2 separate regions of the Mus musculus genome follow, and region 2 is linked to region 1. Evidence: chromatin contacts called from public Hi-C data. All regions are on one chromosome and are shown on one strand. The core of a region is the stretch at or near the end of the contact, and the rest is flanking DNA. Distances in the headings are between cores, read along the strand shown. Region 1 holds the start of Erap1 (endoplasmic reticulum aminopeptidase 1). Region 2 overlaps Cast (calpastatin).

Region 1 (5,894 bases), core at 900-3,399:
ACAGTTATTAAGAAAGACTACAAGAATGTCTAGAATGAATATCAAATAGGGATCAGTGTCTTTTATTGAACTAGAAAAGCCTAGAAGTACAATTGTTAAATATTAGAACTTGACAATAGCTCTGCTATATTACCTCAACCTTCATTTTGTAGCTCTTAACCTTAACTTGACCTATTATTGTTCCTTGCCCTGGTAAAACCAATTTGTTATTGTGCTGTGTCAGGAACCTCATGGACTTTAGAGATCCCCTAGGCTAGATAGCCTAAACGTTGCAAAGGTTGTAAATGCGCCTGTTTGTTTTTTCCCATATAAAAACTGCTTCTGGGGACTGTCTGAAGTCACAGTTCTGGATCCTGACTCCTCACTGAATCCTTTAGTAAAATCAGTCTTGGAGTGTTCGTTCAATAAACCAACCATACCTGAATGGAACTGGTGTCTCAGTGGTACCTGGAACACAATAACTTGAAAAGGAAGAAAGAATTGTGGGTTCATTTATTAACATGTAAAACTTTGATGTCTGAAAGAAGACTCCCAAATAAAATTTCTAGGAGGACTCTTAGCACAGATATAATAATGTCATACCACTCCAGGCTTTGTTTTAAGTTTAAGAACGTTGTAAAATACTTTCCTTTTTCATGTGATGAAACTGAAGTTATCCTCTGTTAAGTTAGGCTCTATCACCTAACTTAGCTCAAGCCAGAGAGTCTGCTGCCATTTTAGAAATCTTATTTAAGCTGTATGTGGAGATTCTGACTCCTCATGGTCCTCAGGGAAGTTAAAGGTAATTGTTTGGATGATTTCCCACTTGTATTAGGACTGAATGTAAAACAATCTCAGCAACACATAAGCTTTCAAACAGCCCCCAGGATAATCCAACTTCTGTTAACATGCACTGAAAATGGCTCGTCACTTCTAACAAAGTATTTCAATGCAGAATTAAAACTATGTAAATATACTAGAATTTTCCTCTTGGGGCCACCTTAAAAAGCTGCTGATTCAAGGTACATTTCCAAATCTGATCAGGAAAGGGGTGGAGGGGGCTGGTGAGATGGCTCAGTGGGTAAGAGCACCAGACTGCTCTTCTGAAGGTCCGGAGTTCAAATCCCAGCAACCACATGGTGGCTCACAACCATCCGTAACAAGATCTGATGCCCTCTTCTGGTGTGTCTGAAGACAGCTACAGTGTACTTACATATAATAAATAAATCTAAAAAAAAAAAAAAAAAAAAAAAAAAAAAAACCTATGGCAGGAAAGGGGTGGAGGTGGGAGCTTTGACAACTGTGGCCAATTTTAAAAAGGTTTTAAATTATTGACCATATATGGAGCTGACAGGAATTCTGGCTTTCTAAAGAAAACACAGTTTGTCTTTCCAAACCCGGGTTACCCAAAGAACCATCAATAAAAGTTTAAACAAAGTGTGTTCTCTTGGTCCTTCCCTTCCTCTTAGGAAATTAACCATTCTAGCAACATAACAGAAAAGGCACTCATTTTGCTCAAACAAGTTCAAATAAAGCTTTCTCTATAATGGCCTCATGTAGCCTTGGGGGGCGGGATCCAGATAGTGATCAGGAGCGGGAGGGGGAGGGAGAGGGGAGCGGGAGAGGGAGGGGGAGAGGGACCGAGTTGGGAGTGGGGCCCGGTTTGCAGGGAGTACAGGCGGAAGAGAGGGAGCCTTCCGGACACTCTGTGCCCTCCCCAGCGCTTCTTCGCTTTCTCTGGGAATACTCTCAAGGTGTTCTCCACAGGCCGCTCCCTAGGTCCGCCCAGTCCTCCCTGGTCGCCATTAGGCTTTAGTGGGATGGACCGCTGGCCAGTCTCCAGCAGCTAGGCGGCTCGTGGTCAGCTCCTGCCAGTGACTCACTCGAGCCAGCGAGTACGCCGGCCCGGCAGCCTCGGCTTTCTCCGGGCCGGGCCGGCCAGCAGCGCCCTGCCGGGGCTTCACGCTCCTCGGCGTGCTCAGACTCCTGCTCCCGATCCTCCGCGCCCGTCCTGCGCACTTGAGCCCGGGCCTCCACCGGGGTCGGTTAGCCAGAGCCCACCCTCAGCTGCCCACAGCCCTGTACCGTGCGGGCCCAGTCCTCCACCGGGCCAGGCCGAGACTCCTCACCTTCATCACAGCCGCCAGTCTGGCCGCCCGGGACCGAAAGTGAAAGTGAAGGTGGACCGGCAGGGCACGTGGGGCTGAGGGTGAAGTGAACCTGCTAAGGCGCTAAAAGAGAGCAAGCCTAAGGGATCTAGCCAGGGCTTCGGGAACTCAAAGTTAGGGACCCTGATAGGGAATGCATTCTCCAGGACTGGCAGAGCACCAGGCAGGGAGGCGCACCCATCAAAACGTGGACTTTTTTCTCCTCCACATCTCGTGGTGTATTTGTTTTGTTTGCTAACTTCACTAACGGAAGAAATGCAGCAATGTGCAAAGGTAGTGCTCAAAATGGCATTGGCCTGCCAACTTGGAAGGACACCTATTGGATGCAGATGTTTTCATCTGAGAGCCCTGCCCCACCCCCAAAAGATTCAACCTGGGAAGTCAAATTCTGAGTGCTCTGGGGATTTTCTGTTCAGTGTAGGTACCTTATATGCTGGGGGGGGGGGGGGGGAGATTAGAGGTGGCCCCCAGAACTTCCCTACCCCTAATAAGGAAAAGACACTACACTACAGAGGATTGCTATTTATTTATTTATTTTTGGTTTTTCAACACAGGATTTCTCTGTGCAGCCCTAGCTGTCTTGAAACAGCCCTAGCTGTAGATCAGTCTGACCTCGTACTTGCCGATCCGCCTGGAGAGCCGGGATCAAAGGCGTGTGCTACCGCTGCCAGGCAAGGTTAGATGGCTTAGTGGTTAAGAACCCGCTGCTCTTTCAGAGTTCATTTGTTCAATTCCCAAGAAACTATAGGGTGGCTCACGACCATCTAGAAAGGAATCTGATGCCCTCTTCTGGCAGGTAGGTGAACATGCAGCACTCCTACATTTAAATAAATAAATTTAAAGCCAGTTTTACACAGAAGTAATCAAACACACATTCTAGTTCCTGTCCAAATATTATCCTGGCTGTTCCCCAGTTTGCTTAGGCCTAGTTCTCAGTGTCCTGCCCTTTGAGAACTTGGCATCCAAGCCTCTGAGCATTATTTCTCAACACTGTTTTCAATGCTTGTTTTTGCAAAAACTATGTACCACCAGGGACATTTTTTTTTCTTACAAAGGAAAACATTTAATTGGGGGCTGGGTTACAGTTTCAGAGGTTTAGTCCATTATCAGCATGGTGAGAAGTATGGAATGGTGCAGGCAGACTTGTGCTGGAGGAACCAAGCGTTATATTTGATCCGAATGTAGCCAGAAGAATACTCAGATTCTACACTGTTCAGAGCTTGAGCATTGGTTAGCTCAAAGCCCAACTCCACAGTGATGGACTTCCTCTAACAAGGCCACACCTCTTCATAGTGCCACTCCCTATGGGCCAAGCATAGAAACACATCAGTCTATGAGGGCTAAACTTATTCAAACTAGCACATTTATGCACAACATAAACTAGGCCTGATTAAGGTGGATAATATAATATCCTTTCTCCCACCCCAAGAGATAAAGCATCATATATAGTCCAGCCTGGACTGAATTCATGGGCTACCTACTTCAGCCTTCAGAGTAGTTGGTACTGTGGTATATACCAACCACTACATCCTGAAATCTTTGTGTCCTTGTGGCCTACCAACAACTAAACTACTAAAATACATAGTGCATCTATGGAACAGTACTAAAAATAAAACCCAGCTCCCTGTAATTTTCAGTCACCTTTTAAGAAACTGAGCCAAGCAATCCTAAAAATCGCATTCTTAGCAGCTACTTGTGGCATATGTCTTTTGGGTAGCATATGCCTCTAATCTCAGCCTGGAGGGGAGGAAAACCACCATGAATTCTAGTCTCAAAACAAAACAAAATACTTGAGCAGCAATAAAGCTCTGAGCTTGAATAACATCAGCTGATGGTATGTGGTAGACAACAGGTCCTTACTAGTCCTTTAATGTGATTTGCTGCACATCCCTGTGATGATGGCTGGTAGGGGAGGGCCTAGAAGATCAGCCAAATTCCAAAAGGGGCTAAATCTTAAAGAAGATGCAAATGGGAACTACAGAAATAGCTCAGAGATTAAGAGTACTGACTGCGTCTCTAAAGGACTCCAGTTCAACTCTTAGCATCCACATGGCAGCTCACAGGGAGACTCAAAAAAAAAACTGTGGCCAGGAGGTGTTGGTGCACACCTTTAATCCCAGCACTTGGGAGGCAGAGGCAGGTAGATCTCTGAGTTTGAGACCAGCCTGGTCTGTAGAGCCAGCGAGTTCTAGGACTGCCAAGGCTACACACAGAGAATCCCTGCCTCAAAAGACCAAAAACAACAACAACAACAACTGATTTGACTGTGCGATGGTGGCTCATGCCTTTAATGCTAGCACACAACAAGCAGAGAAAAGCAAGTCTCCATGAGTCCCAAACCAGCCTGGTCTACATAGAGAGTGTTCCAGGATAGCCTAGGCTACATACTATTCAGCCCCACAATATTTCTAATTATTTACTTCTTTAATGTTTATGCAGCTGAGACTGAACCTGGAATCTTGTGTGTGCTAAGCCCACACTTTACTACTTCCTACATTGCAGCTGTCCATCATTTATATCAGTGCCTGAGACTCCCAATTTGGGGGTCCTCTACAAACATCTGTAGATACGGCAAGTAGTTCCATTTCTAGATATAAAACAAAGACCTAGATTCTTTAGCCACACCTCCTACTTCTTGTTAAAGCCTGACTCTGTCAATCTGACTTTCTATCCTGTTGTTTTAGATTAGAAGCCTATGACAATTGAGAATGTGAATTGACCTACAGTATGGTTCCAGCTAGGTGTACTCCTGGAATTTTCTCTAGCATCTTCAAGTTTCGACTATTTTAAAGCACATGGGTTTTTTTTTGGGGGGGGGGTTGTTTGTTTGTTTGTTTTTTGGGGTTTTTTTATTTTTTGTTTGTTTTTTGTTGTTGTTTTTAAGATTTATTTATTTATTGAACATTTTAAATAGGATATTTTATTTATTTTTATTTCATATGTTATTCCCTTTCCCATTTCTCTGCAAACCCCTTATCACATCTTCCTTTACTCTGCTTCTATGAGGGTGCTCCCCCACCCACCCTCACCACCCTAGCTTTCCTCTACACTGGGGCATCAAGCCTTCACAGGACCAAGGGCCTCTCCTCCCACTGATGCCAGATAAGACCCCTTCAGCTCCTTCAGTCCTTCCCCTAATTCCTCCACTGAGGTTCCTGTGCTCAGTCGATGGTTAACTACTAGCATCCGCATCTGTATCGGTCAGGATCTGACAGCCTCTCAGGAGACAGCTGTATCAGGTTCCTGTTAGCAAGCACTTCTTATCATCCACAATAGTGTCTGGGTTTGGAGTGTGCATGAAGGATGGATTCCCCAGGCTGGATGGCCTTTCCTTTAGTCTCTGTCCACTGTTTGTCCTTGTATTTCCTTTAAACAGGAGCAATTCTGGGTTAAAATTTTAGAGATGGGTGGGTGGCCCTATCCCTCAACCAGGGGGGTCATGCCTAAACTTTGGATATGGTCTCAACAGGTTCTCCCTCCCCTTTGTGGGGTATTTCAGCTAATGTCATCACCTTGGGGTCCTAGGAGGCTCTTGCTTTCCTGGCATCTGGGACTTTCTGGTTGCTACCCCCAGCTCCCCAGCTCCCATTGCTACACACCTCTCTTCAATTTCCTGACCCTCTGTACATCTCCTGTATTTCCTGCCATACCTGATTCTTCCCCTATTTTCCCCTCCCTCTCCTCTCTTCCTGCCAAGACCCTCCCACCCTCTACTTCCCTTGATTATTTTGTTTCCCCTTCAAAGTA
Region 2 (5,894 bases), core at 2,024-4,523, 56 kb before region 1:
AAATAATCTCTTGGGGGCTGAAGTGGTGGCTGAGGTGTTAAATGCACTGGATGCTCTTTCCAAGCTAACCCGGATCTGGGTTTGGTTCCCAACAAGCACATGTTGCTTACAGCCATCTGTAACGCAGGTTACAGGACATAGGATGCCCTCTTCTGGTCTCTGGGATCACCAAGCATGCACATGGTGCATGATATACATTCAGGAAAAACACATAAAATTAAAAAAAAAAAAGGATTTTAAAGATTTTAAAAGTTAGTTAAATTGGAGATTTAAAAATAGAAATGCATATTGTGTTAAATGTGTGTGTGTGTGTGTGTGTGTGTGTGTGTGTGTGTGTGTAACTCGTGTTTTGAAAATATAAATGAAATGTGTCCTTAACATAATTCAAGTGGCATGTGGTTCTTGCTTTTATTAAAGTGCCTCCAGAGCCTGTGATTCACATGTAAAAACATGGAAGTTGTTCTAATTTGATTTTTTTGATGCTATAATAAAACACCCTGCCTTAGGGGAGGAAAGTTTATTTGGCTTACACTTCTAGATCATATTCGGTCACTGAGAACAGTCTGAAACTCAAGCAGTAACTTGAAGCTGAAATCATGGGAAAACACTGCTTGCTAGCTCTGTCACAGACCCCTGCTTAGCTAGGGCTTTGGTGGTGGTGGTGGTGGTGGTGGTGGTGGTGGTGGTGGTGGTGTTTACAACCCAAGCTCACTTGCACAGGGACAGATGCTGTCCACAGTGGGCTCAGCCCTCTTAAATCAATTAAAAATCAAGATTTAGTGCTCCACAGACATACCTGATATTTTTTGTAAAATGTAAAATGCTGTGGTGTGGGGGGTTAAGTGGGCCCATGCTGAGGCAACCACCTTGTGGTTGTAGCCATAAGATGGGTCTAGTATAAAATGAAGTTTATTTGGGAGCATGGGAAAGGGGAGTAGATGCAGAAAAAGAGGGCGCAGAGAAGGACAGAGAGAGGGGGGGGGGGGTGAGAGACAAAGACAGAGAAAGAGAGGCTGGCCAGAAACACATGGACACAGTAGTGCCCTTCCTTGATCACTTTCAAATTTATGGCCTGTTTTTTTTTTCATTAATTACATCAACACTCTTTAAGAACAACTAGTGAAAACTTCATGCAATTGATTTCATCACAGGATACAAGAACATTATATATCAAATAGGTAAAAATTTTAATCCCTTATCAATTAATTATAATTTTTAAAGTGCCTGATCAACCCATTAATTATAAAAATGCTTCATCAATCCACTCACAAGAAGTAGAAAGTATAATTGCCCTACACAGTGGAGATTAGCCAGCCAGCCTCTCCTCAGGGCAGAAAAAGGATAGGGTCACTGTGGGATGGTAAGACACTGTCATCTTTCCCAGCAATACTGCTGCATTTGAAAAATTGTGAGGAACCATAATGAGACAAGCTAATAACTAGCAGGTGATCTTCCTGAGATAGCCTGCTTTGGATTATTACATAATCTGTGACAGGTTCACCCTTATTAAGCAAGGCTAAAGGGATTCATTTTAGGAAAGATTCCTGCTATTAATATGCATTTCCTGTTATGTTTAAACATATATAACGATCACTAAGTAATACCACACCCCTTTGGAGCAGATCTCTACAGATCCACGAAGATGCTATACAGACAAATAGATTATTTCTTAAATTTTGATGATCCTCTAAGAATTCCTAAAATTATATCAGTGATTATTAAGCTCTTTTATAGTGTGACTGCTATTAGGTCCTTTTCTGATAGTTAAAACTGCAATGAGAACTCTGCCAGTCTCTCAAGTGTCACCAGTTAACTGCTCTTAGATAGTAACAAGACTTTCTCCTACTCAAAGCACATTCCTAGAGGTTATAAACAATTAACCAAGGGTCATAAAAAGGGAACTAACGATTTATTATAGGTGCTAAGACAGGAGAGAAAATATTGACTGGGTTTATCTATACTTCACTAATACCTTAGTTATGGTTTTAAACCTTCAGTGAACCTGTGGAGCTGAGACAGGTGATGGATGTTTAGCCAGATAATTTCTCCTAATGGATATGCATGTAAACATCCTCTGTTGTAAACTATTGCAATTTATGATTTGATTTTTTTGTGTGTGAACTTATGATGAACTTTGTAACATGCGATCATGTATTCTGAAAGCATTATAAGTACTGAAGACATAGAGAAGAGAGGAGATTTTTTTCCTTTTCCCCTCCTGGAAGAATCTTTTTCCTTACTAGAATTTTTGCCCCCTTTCCCCTTTTAGAGAATTTTTCCCCTTCACCACATAGGATCTTTCTGCTTTTCCCCTCAGTTAGCTTCATAAAAGCTTTAAAAGTTTCATAGGAAACTTTTTACAACTTAGTAATAAATGCTATAATCACTTTTCTAAGTGTCCATTTTTTCTTCCTGTGACTTCCAACTAGCAGGCTGAAAGTGAGAGCCCAGCAGCTCCTGCTGAGATAGTACAAAGGCTATTTACTTAATCCGTTGCTGTTTGAGGAAGATGTGCTAAGTGCCAAAAACTGCAGTTTTTGGCCTCAGAGGATCACCACAGGCAGGTCAACTACAGTAGCAAGATAACAGACTTAGATAAGTAAACTTATTATTATTATACAGCAACCCTAAATATCTTGTAGGACAAAGTCTTATCCTCCAACGATGCTCTTCCCCCTCTGCTGCTTCAAGAATCTACAAGAAAGAAGACCCCACCCACCCACCCCCCACCGGGGCTGGCCCCAGGCAAAAATTTTATAGGGTCCATTAAAAACATGTTTAAAGTGAGAAATTTAGGATTAAGACTATTTACATCTTATAACTTAAAAACTAAGGAAAGAACAGAGCATGTTTGTGTCAAATGAAGAATATAGACCAGGCCACCCTCTCTGCCTTCTGTTTGGTCCTTATCCAGGAGTTCATTTTCTCCTTCTGTTTCCTGGTGAGTTATTGTGCAGTGTTGATTTAGAAATAAAAGCACTCACTATAGCTTTGCTTCCCCCTTAGAAGACAGAGGAAGTGTCCAAGCCAAAGGCTAAAGAAGATGCAAGACACAGTTAATGAATTTGGTAAGTTGAGTTTCCACTGTAAATAGCAATAACTGCCTTCTAGCAGCTGGCACCGTGGGGCGCGAGAGGCAAGTTTCTCTCTGAGTATTCCACACCTGTTCCTGTTCTTAGGACCCATAGCTTGCGAAGTTCAAAGTATTCCATTCCCCAACAAGCACTAAAGGGCTTATTGTGCTACTAGAACTTTTCTTGTTAATCATTGATTAAATTACTCTTAAAATGGCCTGGCAGTGGTGGTGGCTTTGATCCTATCAAAGGCAGAGGAAGGCAGAGCTCACAAAGTTCAAGGCCAGCCTGTCTACAGAGCGAGTTCCAGGACAGCCAGGGCTACACAGAAAAACTTGTCCTTGAAAAAAACAAAACAAAACCAAAAACCACAAAACTCTTTAAAGAACTCAGACTTTGAATGAAAATCATACACCACAAGCTAGTTCAATCTTTGAAATTATACAGACTTTTCTTGCAATGTATTTGTAGCAAAATGGCAGTAATTGCTATCTGAAATACAATGCATGGTGAGTGGTAGAAATCACAGTTTGGGAATAAAGGCTGTTTAACCTTCTGTTTTTGTTTTGTTTTTTTCTTAATTCTGAAAGAACAATAATGGATTCTGACCTATTCTTCAATAGGTGGGTTCTGATCTTCCTAAAAATCATAAAATGAAACTGCATGCTCAACAAAGCCTTAAAGAAAACAAATAAAAAGAACAACAACAACAACAACAGAAAAGAAAATAAGAAATGGGGTTGGCATGGTGAGGGATGCACATGGTAGATTCATGGAAGTTGCCCTCTGAAGTCCACATGCATACTGTGGCATACATATATTAAATGAAACTGTAAAGTAAGGTATTTTGGTTTTTTGTTTCTGTTGTTTTGTTTTGGTTTGGTTTGGTTTGGTTTTAAACTATGGGTTAAATGGCCCAGCTCTCTTGCCAGGATCCATTTCATTTCCTATAGCGCAGTTAGCACACCAACAAGAGCTGCTCCACATTTCTCAGAGTAACTGATGACCTTCTATTAACAACCTACTCACTCATATTTCCTTTTATTTTAAGGGTATCTGAATAGAAATTCTTCAGCTGGTGGATGGTGACTTTTGAAGAACAAAGGCTTTGATGACAGTTTTTTCTGGGTGGTTTCTGGACAGTGGTATTTGTTATGTCTTTTGACATCTTAAACACTGAGTTGTTATTCTTTTCCAGAACGAAAATGAATTTGTCTGCTTCACCTGTGTTCTGTATTGAGTATTGATAAACTTCAAAGATTTTTAATTGCCCTTAGATGGGAGAAGGAAGCTTTATATTTGTAAGAAATATATTTGATAGTTTCTTAAAACACCAAAAATCCCAGAAAGCCTTTACAAACCTTTGCACTTTATATATACAGTGCCTGTAAATCTCATTAGTATTTTTGGTTTGCACTAAATTTTTTTAGCATTTGAAAAATAATGCTCCCAACTTTTGTCAGTATTTTGATTTCTTATTATGTCTTTTTCTTCAGCTTTGATGTATCTTTGGGTTAATGTTGATAAGTCAAACATGAAATATTGTATACTCGGTGTATAACTCTTTTGGGGATGCTAATAATAAATTAATGATAGATGACCCAAGGTAAACCTTGGGAGCATCAATCTCCTTTCCTGCCTGAACTCTACTTTCTTAGGAATGAGGACTTCTACTCATGGTCAAACAAGACACACTGAGACTTGAATGAAGCTAGCAGAAAAACAGCACAGACTAGAGTTTAACGTATAACTTTTAGCAATAAATTGGGGATTCTTAGAATACTCATATGGCTTGAACTATCCTGGTTTACCATGGCATTAAACTGTGGTTTCCACCCTCTACATGAAAACCAGATCAAAATCCTTTGCTTATAGTCACTTGCCACATTGTCTAAAGCATCTTTACCAAACACAAAAATCAACTTCTTTAAATGTGTGTATGTACATACAATGGATACACTGAAATTTAAAATCTGCTGCTATATCAAAGCAGGTTAAATTATCTTAACATCTTTGAATGGTACCTAAGATTTTTCTGAGCACTGTACTGGTATCATTGATGGAAATTTGATAAACAATTAATTCCATTTCTACTTCCTAGCAATGAATGCTGAACAAGATGTCAGGTGCATATAAACCAAACTTCAACTTTCTTGTGTCCAGAAATCACAGCCTTTGTTGCCATCAATGTAAAGATTTTACTACGATTTAATTAACTTTACTAAATATAACTTACATCATGAGCAATTCCCAGGGGATAGGTAAGACCAAGCAAAACATTATATCCATAATGAACATGATACTTTGTTAACTGTCTCTAAAATTACTCTCTACAAAATATGCATGCACCTCTTAGATTTCAAATGCTACCCACAAAAGTATTTAATTCCCAGTCCTATAAAAGGGACAGTCACTATTCTGTTTTTAAGGCACTGATAAGAATGTACTCCCTGGGCGGTGGTGGCGCACGCCTTTAATCCCAGCACTTGGGAGGCAGAGGCAAGCAGATTTCTGAGTTCGAGGCCAGCCTGGTCTACAAAGTGAGTTCCAGGACAGCCAGGGCTACACAGAGAAACCCTGTCTCGAAAAGCAAAAAAAAAAAAAAAAAAAAAACAAACAAACAAGAATGTGCTCCCTGTCTTAGATTGTACTGCTGTAAACAGGCACCATGACCAAGGCAACTCTTATAAGGACATTTAATTGGGGCTGGCTTACAGGTTCAGAGGTTTGGTCCATTATTATCAAGGCAGGAACATAGCAGCATCCAGGTAGGCATGGTTTAGGAGAAGCTAAGAGTTCTACATCGTGTTCCTAAGGTAA

The links. Hi-C and Micro-C count contacts between places; a contact is called where the count stands out from the background.
Region 2: a Hi-C map of liver shows a contact between it and region 1, with 2.5 times the contacts expected there. The contact joins the enhancer-like site here to the promoter of Erap1 in region 1. A contact is called at or near these places in 1 of 39 promoter capture datasets (the C10 cell line), 1 of 15 datasets of contacts at CTCF or cohesin (CD8 T cells), 2 of 484 Hi-C or Micro-C datasets (the 3T3-L1 cell line and liver), 5 of 115 datasets of contacts at active chromatin or transcription factors (T-cell acute lymphoblastic leukemia, bone marrow-derived macrophages, embryonic stem cells and 1 more) and 2 of 9 other capture datasets (adipose tissue and pancreatic islet).

Annotation. Positions count from the first base shown.
Region 1 is chr13:74,636,108-74,642,001 of GRCm38.p6, reverse strand. Erap1 (endoplasmic reticulum aminopeptidase 1) reads right to left here and starts at 2,149. Exons shown (of 19, transcript NM_030711.5): 1 at 2,109-2,149.
Region 2 is chr13:74,693,065-74,698,958 of GRCm38.p6, reverse strand. Cast (calpastatin) reads left to right here. Exons shown (of 31, transcript NM_009817.4): 30 at 3,007-3,068; 31 at 4,126-5,665. The coding sequence ends at 3,060. It overlaps Erap1 (endoplasmic reticulum aminopeptidase 1), which reads right to left. Exons shown (of 19, transcript NM_030711.5): 19 at 5,754-5,894. Among named protein-coding and RNA genes, the nearest start is that of Erap1, 56 kb to the right of the region's middle. Within about 2 kb of position 3,273, at least 5 of the 459 cell types and tissues checked have an H3K27ac peak or open chromatin away from gene starts, as enhancers often do. A contact at or near this core is called in liver, where this site is marked.